2 separate regions of the Danio rerio genome follow, and region 2 is linked to region 1. Evidence: chromatin contacts called from public HiCAR-type data. All regions are on one chromosome and are shown on one strand. The core of a region is the stretch at or near the end of the contact, and the rest is flanking DNA. Distances in the headings are between cores, read along the strand shown.

Region 1 (4,276 bases), core at 917-3,416:
TTTCCAATTAGAAGGACTGGAACCTTTAAAGCGACAGGTGTGCTACATCTTTATGGAGCCATATAGGCCTAGTTGTTTATAGTTAGCTGTCCTCTTTTCAGCATGAAGGCCTTGATCATAAAGATATTTTTCTAGAAATTCTTCATGTAAATAAGTTGTACAACTAAAACGAAAACTGCTAGTATCAATTTCTGTAGGATTGCTTCCCAGCTGAATGGTAAAAACACCAACAGTCAATCAGAATCTACCTTCAAATAGCTCAATAGCTCATATAATATCATATGATCAGGGGTTAACATTAACACCCGTCTACCCGCCAAATGCGGGTAGATTTCAGCTGTGGCGTGTTGGACAGACACCCCCACTAGTCACTTAGGACGATCAAAAATAATTGAGAAAATTAATAATTGAGAAATTAAATAATTGAGAAATTTTTTTTTTGAACCCGAAACTGAAAGCGAGACATGACTTTTAAGGGACTGTTTCATATGGATTAATTAATCATTATTCAATGAAAGCAAACTGTCGTAGATTATTAGACGCAAACCCCTCACTGCGCGACAGCTGCACCTTCAGCAAACCACCTAATGCACGAGGACTTTATGATTGTTTATCAGTGTCAAAAGTGGCCGATCTGTTCGGCAAAATATTTGACTGCGTCACTGCATATAAAACGACTTAAACGATATAACTGAAGAAATCTCTACTGTGCTGAGCGAAAGCGCTTACTGAACAGTGCATCATCGATGATGTAAGCGTGCCTAGGCCCAAATGTAATGTGAGTGCGGGAAGTCAGGGGAGATGGGAGGGGGGCAAGCGTGCTTTGAGCCAGTTCAAGGCAACTGTACATAGTGTGAGTACACCCTTGGTGTCGCACGCACAGCTGATGTGAAGCGCATGGTTGCCTAAAAGCCCCTGCATCCCATTTCCTTGCATAAAGCAACCTGTGCCTAAAAACGCAACTGGTTTTTCTTTTAAATAGACTGGAAAAAACGGTGCTCGTGCAACCACATTTATGCTGCTTTTCAGAGCTCCAGATTTTATGTAAACAGCAGCAGTTGCCGCTTTCACTTTTACCATTCTTTAAACAGATTAATAATGAGCCTAAAAACCGTCTGTGTGTGATCATCTTTTCATTATCACACACAGTATATTTTTCACCGGCTTTCTTTTGCTTACAGTTACTTATGTTAATATGGTTTAATTATAATTTTGCGTTAATGTGAGATTATATATAGTTAACTGGTAATCTGGGAATTTCAGCCAGGACAGACTACTGTGTATAGTTTTAGATACATGAAAATAATTTTTTAATGTCAATTGTTTTGTTTTTTTAAGAATATTTTTGTTGAATGAAAAGTATATCTATACAGCTATATTTTGCTTGTTTTATCACAATATTTAAAATTTGTGGCAAGGAAATAATTATTTTAGTTTAGCCAGAAAAATGGTAAAATCTTAGTGTTGAGACCTAAAAATTCCTGTAAAATAAAATTAATCTATTTATTTATATATAAATGCTCATCCTTATTGAACAAGGTCATACACAACACACACAAAAGTTAAATGAACAAGCAGCTATGAGGACATAAAACAAAATTTAAATCAAGTAAAATTACAAGTAATTTTAACATGTTAAAGTCAAATTTATACATATTAAATATATTTTCACAAAAACAAAATTGTGGCTAGTAAAAATAGTGAGTGGCTAGTAGCATTGGAAAACTACTAGCCATAGTGCCTGGTGATCAAAAAAGTTCATGTCAAGCCCTACATATGATACATCATAGTTGTTTATAGTTATGCTCTTTTGTGTAAAAGTCCTTAATGATAAAAATATCTTTAAATCTATGAACAAATAAGTTCACAGTCAAAACGAAAATGATTAATTTCACATTAAAAAAACAGTTATATTTATAAAATTGTAATTTTTTTCAAAGTCATTCATTGACTTTGATTAACTTTAGAAATATTCCAGAAGTCTACTAAACCAATTGTGCGAATTTAACATTCAACGAGTGAATGTCTCATTACTCGGACCATTTTCCCCCAGTTTCTCATAGACATAGTTGCCATCCTCCTGCCTTCATCATGTGAACTCATGGCTTGTGATGCGTTTCCAGGTAAGGGAGTGATCGAGTGCAGCCATGTCAACGCGGCTGCTGTAGTTGTGTCTGGTGACATTGGCACTCGCATGCCCGCGTCTGCACTTTCGTAAAATCTGGCTGCGTCAGGATTCACCCCAAAGCTCCCTCGCCGCCGTCATGGATGAAGCGGAGGACGGCGATGAAGACCACAAAGAGACTCGCAGGGGCGACATCCTTGACTCTTCCTCCAAGATGAAGACTGTAGCGCCAGGAGGGGGAGCAGCGAGCAGCAGGATCTCCAACAACAAGGACTTCGCCTCATGTGGACGCAGCACGGAATCCGCCGCGCTCCTCGGACACGGAGACGCTTCCCGGAGCGGCGCTCATTCTGACGGCGAGGATGCCACCGGAATGAGATGCGTGATCAACGGAGACTGCCGAAGAGACGACAGCGTGTGCTCAGTCCTCTCCAAGCTGGAGAAGCAGACAGGTGGAGGCTTCCCAGCATCTGCATGTCACTCCAGCACCTCCAGCATGGACGGCTCGGTCACTCCTGCCGCCGCCGCCGCTCCTCCCGCGGACAAGAAGGACTCCAGGGTGTCCTTCTCCAGCGCCGCACCTGCGCACGGACCGAGTCCGAGCAACCCAGCGGGCAATTCCGTCAGCTTCTCCAAGTCTGAGGATGGCCAGATCACGGCGGAAGATGGGGAAGCCAGGGACAATCAAACTTACATGCAGAGGCAGTTTAGCGCCATGCTGCAGCCCGGGGTCAACAAATTCTCCCTGCGTATGTTTGGGAGCCAAAAGGCAGTGGAGAAGGAGCAGGAACGGGTCAAATCCGCCGGCAATTGGATTATTCATCCGTACAGTGATTTCAGGTAGGGCTGATGAGATGGAGGGACGCCACTGGAGACTCCATACCTGGTTGCAAATGCACACGTTTCAATGCACAGGTGTTATTTTAGAAAACAGGTGCCTTTCTGGTTTAAAAAAAAAGAGGAGAATTATTATTTTATTTATTTGTAAAACGTATATGAGATCATCCTGTATTGATAAATATTAATATAATAATATTAAGGTGAAGTAATTAATAAAAAATAAAAAAAAGAGGTAGCTGCTTATGATGCCATTACACTTTTGGTGTACTTATGATGCTATGACATTATTACACAGAATCAACAGAGATTTATGAAGTATGGGGTTTTCAGACTGGTCCAAACCTGTAAATAAAAAAGTGCTATCAATCAATCAATCAATCAATCAATCAATCAATCAATCAATCAATCAATCAATCAATCAATCAATCAATCAATCAATTAATCAATGAATGAATGAATGAATGAATGAATAAAAAAATTAAAAAATAAACATTTGTTATTAAGACAGGTAAGCACACAGTTATAATAATAAATAAAGAAAATAATAAAATAATTTAACACAAAATAACAAAATAATAATAATAAAATAAATAATAAAATAAGATTCAAATAAATTATACAAACGTGAAATAATTAAATAAAATGATAAATTGTTTAAATAATAAAATAAATTAACATAAAATAATATAATTGAATAAGATTCAAATAAATTATACAAACATTTGAAATACATAAAATAATAATAAATAATAAAATAATTTAACAAAATAACATAAATAAATAAGATTCAATAAATTACACAAAAATTTGAAATAATTAAATAAAATAATAAATTGTTTAAATAATAAAATAATTTAACATACAATAATATAATTATGTAGGATTCAAATAAATTATACTAACGTTTGAAATAAAAAAATTAAATACTAAAATAATTTATCATAAATAATATAATTAAATAGGATTTAAATGAATTATACAAACATTTGAAATAAATAAATAGATTAAATAAAGTAAATAATACAAATAAAATACAATTAAAAAAATTATAATAAAGCGTATATATTTTCCCAATAATATTTTAGAGCATGAATAAAATTTTTGCACAGAATAAATTGGGTCTTTAAGAAAGTTTTAAAATAATACAATTTAATAGGGTGATCATTTGCATGAGTATGATCATATTTGGGGGCCCACTGCATCTAAAAAATTGCAAATTTTTAGTTGTGTTTAATAAATAAAAAATTGAGAGCTGTGCAATAATAAGGATAAAAATATTTATTTAAAATCAACCCATTCTGACAAGTTACA
Region 2 (4,276 bases), core at 539-3,038, 150 kb after region 1:
TTAAGTAAGGACACTTATTTATTTTATTGGCTTTTGGCTTTAAAATGATCGGCCTGTGATGTTTCCAGTGTTATAAATAAAATATAGGTCTATAGAGTGTGAGTGAGTGGATATGCCGTGGATCAAACTCATATGCGCTGCAGGTAAATGATTGTTTTTAAAAAAATATGTAATTCAGTCTGCTATTTGCTCATGCAAAATTAAACACCAGAAAATATGTTTTAAGCCTATTTTTAATGGTGAAGACAGTTATCTGTATTATAATGGTGTTATTATTAACTTATGTAAGCTCATGCCCAACCCAAAAAATTAAATCATAAGAGGAAAACAAAAGTTATTAAAATAAAACTAAATAGCTGAAATAAATAAATAACATGATGGGTAAAAATAGTGTATTGTGGCTGTCGAACGAACAATTTCAAGAAAAAAAAAAAGAATATTGCTTAATATCAATCTTTTTTGCCTTTATAATCATACTAAAAATATATAATACAGCCTAGTGAGTTGCATGTTATCCTTACAAAATTTCAACTGTAGACCAAGACTGTCTTTTACGGCTATGAATATAATATAATATATATATATATATATATATATATATATATATATATATATATATATATATATATATATATATATATATATATAATAAAATAGTACAGCCATCTTGAAGCAAACATAGATGTACGACTATTTTAATCATGGCAAAATATGAACTATATTATTAGTAATAATAATAAAATTAAATATAAATAAAAATATAATTAAATACAACATATAAAGTTTATATAAAGTACATTATAAGGTATTTTAAGTTTTATTAAGTACACTAAACCTTATCCGAATAAACAGCAAACTGATGCAAGGCAATAATATATAAGCTATTAAATCTCTATTAAGTGACTATTTACATTACTGCAAAATGTAAACTTCAAGACCAAATTAATATATTATTTACGACATAAGTGATTTATTTTATTAATAAAATATTTTTTCAAATAAAATGTTCAACAAAACGAAAAATCACACAAGCAAACGTCTGAGTTAGCAAACCCACAATTAACAGAAATATAACCATCAGGAGAAAGACACCATACCATCCAACAGCTGAGACTGTTCCCAGACTCTTTTCTTCCCATCATCCTTCTTAGGAATGACTGAATAGTGCCTTCGGTAAATCGTAGCCCATGTTTTGTCTGGAAAAATGACAGATAAAGTGAATAACGATAAAAGTTAATCAACTTCCGTGTTTGTTTGGACACAGAAAGAGACATAACAACAAACAATCTACAGATCTATTATGTCTAGATAGATGAACACCAAAGAAGCATCCACAACACGTGTATAAATCTCATAAAACAGCAAACATCACAGACTTTCTTGCATGTCAAAGCCTTGTTGACATTGAGACGTAAACTATCTGACTTAAACAAAGTTTGTAAAACGAAACGTGAATGTAAAATATACTCAATATAAAATGAATGACAACAAAATAATAAGTAATGCAAATAAATATTGAGGTAAAGTGGATTTGAAGGACGAGACAGATGATAGCATAATAATAATACTGCTCTCTCATTAACGTTACCTTGTATTTGTCTCTCTCCGTTGATCCTTATTCTGAGACACATGCGACAACAATCGCCTTTTAGAAAACTACGAAGACACCCGTCAGCTGCAAAACTGCGCGTTAAAGCCGCTGAATAGGCACACAATCTCAAGAGTGACATGTTGTCATGATAGTTTTGAAACACCGCGTTATCCTGTGCTGAAGGCCGCCATTTTGTTTAGACCTGACTAGTTCATAGACGATTCGACGAGGTTAGACCTCCAAGAACGACGAGCACATCGAACTTTCATTTTGAGGTTGGATAAACACTGCTGCTACTGTATCTCATGTAAGTTGAATTTCAGTGATATGTATTTATTTTAAAGTTCTTAAGGCGATAAGAAATGAAAGACGTTCTCAAATAATTTTAAATAATTAAACTCTTTAACTCACTTGTTAATCAGTCACTTGTTAAATAGTATTCGTCTAATTGCATACATATATTTAGGATAATGTATCAATTTAATTAATAAGTATTTTTCGATTTAATTATTAGGAATCCCATTTTGGACATTTTTTTATTAATATATGATGTACAACAAATAAGTTAGAAAGTATATTACGTGTTAAGATCGTTTTGTGTGTGAAATGGCTAGATTATATTTAATGGCCTGTGTTTGTTAGAAACTACAGTAGATGGCGAACTTTGCCAAGCAATATTAACCACGTGTTTGCCGCGCAAACCACACATATTTTTCATTAATAATGTTTGAACAATAACAGAAAGGCATTAACACTTTTTAGAATTACACAAAAGACTGAGATAACAATCAATTTACATACATTCACAATCTTTCCATCCTCCTTAATAATAATAAATCATAATAAAATGCCAAAAATTAACAAATAAAATAAATGATAAAGAAAAAATAAAAAGCAGAGGAGTTGAAGTTCTCAAAACATGAAACCAAAATCCTCAAATTATGTAAATATAAAAATAAATTTATTGCTTTTTGGCTTTTCATCTCTCTTAATGTCTTCAAATAGATCACACATTATTCTCTAAACACCACTAGTCTTGGAGGAATTTTGAAAAATTTACATTTATGAATATACAATTTAATAATAACGATAAATTATTCATTATATATGTTTTAAGTATTAAGCAAAACTCAATACTTTCCCTTGAGAAGATACGTCTTACAGATATTTTCAGTTGTATCCAAATTAATACTTCATCTCAAAATCTTTGTATCACATTACATTGGAAAAACAAGTGTTCAGTTGTTTCAATACATTTAAGTCACCAATATTGAATTTTAACTTTAGAAATTAGTTTGCAGGATAAATAATATTAACATTATTTTGAAGCTCTTTAAATTAACAGGGTATGTAGGAAATCTTTTTCTATTGTTATAATATCGTACACATTTTTTTTAATCATAATGAGACAAAATATAAGCTCTCTTTACGGGTCCTGGAAAACAACACTGTGTTAGACAATCTTTCAAAAATTTGAACGTTTTCTATCTGTTAAGTTAACATTTTCTATCTTAAGATCACTTGTTTTGGGAGTTCAAATCACACAAAATAAATATCACCTTCTGTGAGGTGGATTTGTTACTTCATAAAACATTTTTCTATGGAAGATTACACTTTAGAGTTGACGTTTATTGGAAGTATTATATTTCTTGTGTGATTAGTAATTCAGAATTTGTATCTACAAAAATGTATTTTATTTTAGTGTAGTAAACATGTTTCTGGCACATTGCTTAGCATTTGTATAACCAAAGTTTTGCTACAAATTCCGTGGTTAAACTATTAGTGCAGCAAAATTAAGGTACATTTGAGGTTAGCATGGTTTTAAATATATGGGTTTTTTGTCAAATTGTTGGGAAAACCATATCTAAATCATTTGTAGGATGTTCGTCAATAAGATGTTTATCTGGTTGTCAATGTATATATTTAAAATTAAACTTTCACATATGTTAGATTAAAATTGAAAATAGGTGACGAGTCAGCACATTATATAACATCATTACATTACATACTTCTTTTTCATAAAGTATGTATTTAGTAGATAACGTTAAATTAAACCATGCATGAAAATAATAAATTATTAATGTTAATAACTAAATTAAATTGATTAAATGATAAAAAATAAACATCATTCATTCATTTTCCTTTTGCTTAGTCCTTTTATTCATCAGGGGTCCACACCCAATTACCACCAACTTATTTAGCATAAGTTTTACGCAGCGGCTGCCCTTCCAGCCTCAACCCAGTACTGGGAAACATCCATATAGTCTTATTCACACACACACACACACACACACACACACACACACACACACACACACACACACACACACACACACACACACACACACACACACACACACAAGCACACACACACACACACACACACACACACACACACACACTACGGCCAGTTTAGTTTATTCAATTTACCTATAGCGCATGTCTTTGGACTGTGGGAAAAACTGGAGCACTTGGAGGAAACCCACGAGAACACGGGGAGAACATGCAAACTCCACACAGAAATCCCAACTGGCCTAGCCGGGACTCGAACCAGAAACCTTCACAGTGTCACTATGACTAAAATAAATGTATTAAATTATAAAAATTAACATAACTACTGACAGTAATGTTTATTTAAGTATCATTTAATTTCATTAAGCTCTACATTAAGTCTATTTAAAAACA

What was found. HiCAR-type assays count read pairs that join an accessible place to other places.
Region 2: a HiCAR-type map of caudal fin shows a contact between it and region 1, with 9 times the contacts expected there. The contact joins the promoter of polrmt here to the promoter of hcn2b in region 1. A contact is called at or near these places in 7 of 18 Hi-C or Micro-C datasets (caudal fin, embryo, fibroblasts and 2 more) and 3 of 4 datasets of contacts at active chromatin or transcription factors (caudal fin, embryo and gastrula embryo).

What each region holds. Positions count from the first base shown.
Region 1 is chr22:18,655,582-18,659,857 of GRCz12tu, forward strand. It overlaps hcn2b (hyperpolarization activated cyclic nucleotide-gated potassium channel 2b), which reads left to right and starts at 2,167. Exons shown (of 8, transcript XM_680322.10): 1 at 2,167-2,965. The coding sequence starts at 2,265. LOC141380308 (a long non-coding RNA gene) reads right to left here and starts at 3,172. Exons shown (of 2, transcript XR_012398130.1): 1 at 1,554-3,172; 2 at 1-1,499.
Region 2 is chr22:18,806,444-18,810,719 of GRCz12tu, forward strand. polrmt (polymerase (RNA) mitochondrial (DNA directed)) reads right to left here and starts at 1,789. Exons shown (of 21, transcript XM_005170522.5): 1 at 1,589-1,789; 2 at 1,098-1,196. The coding sequence starts at 1,730.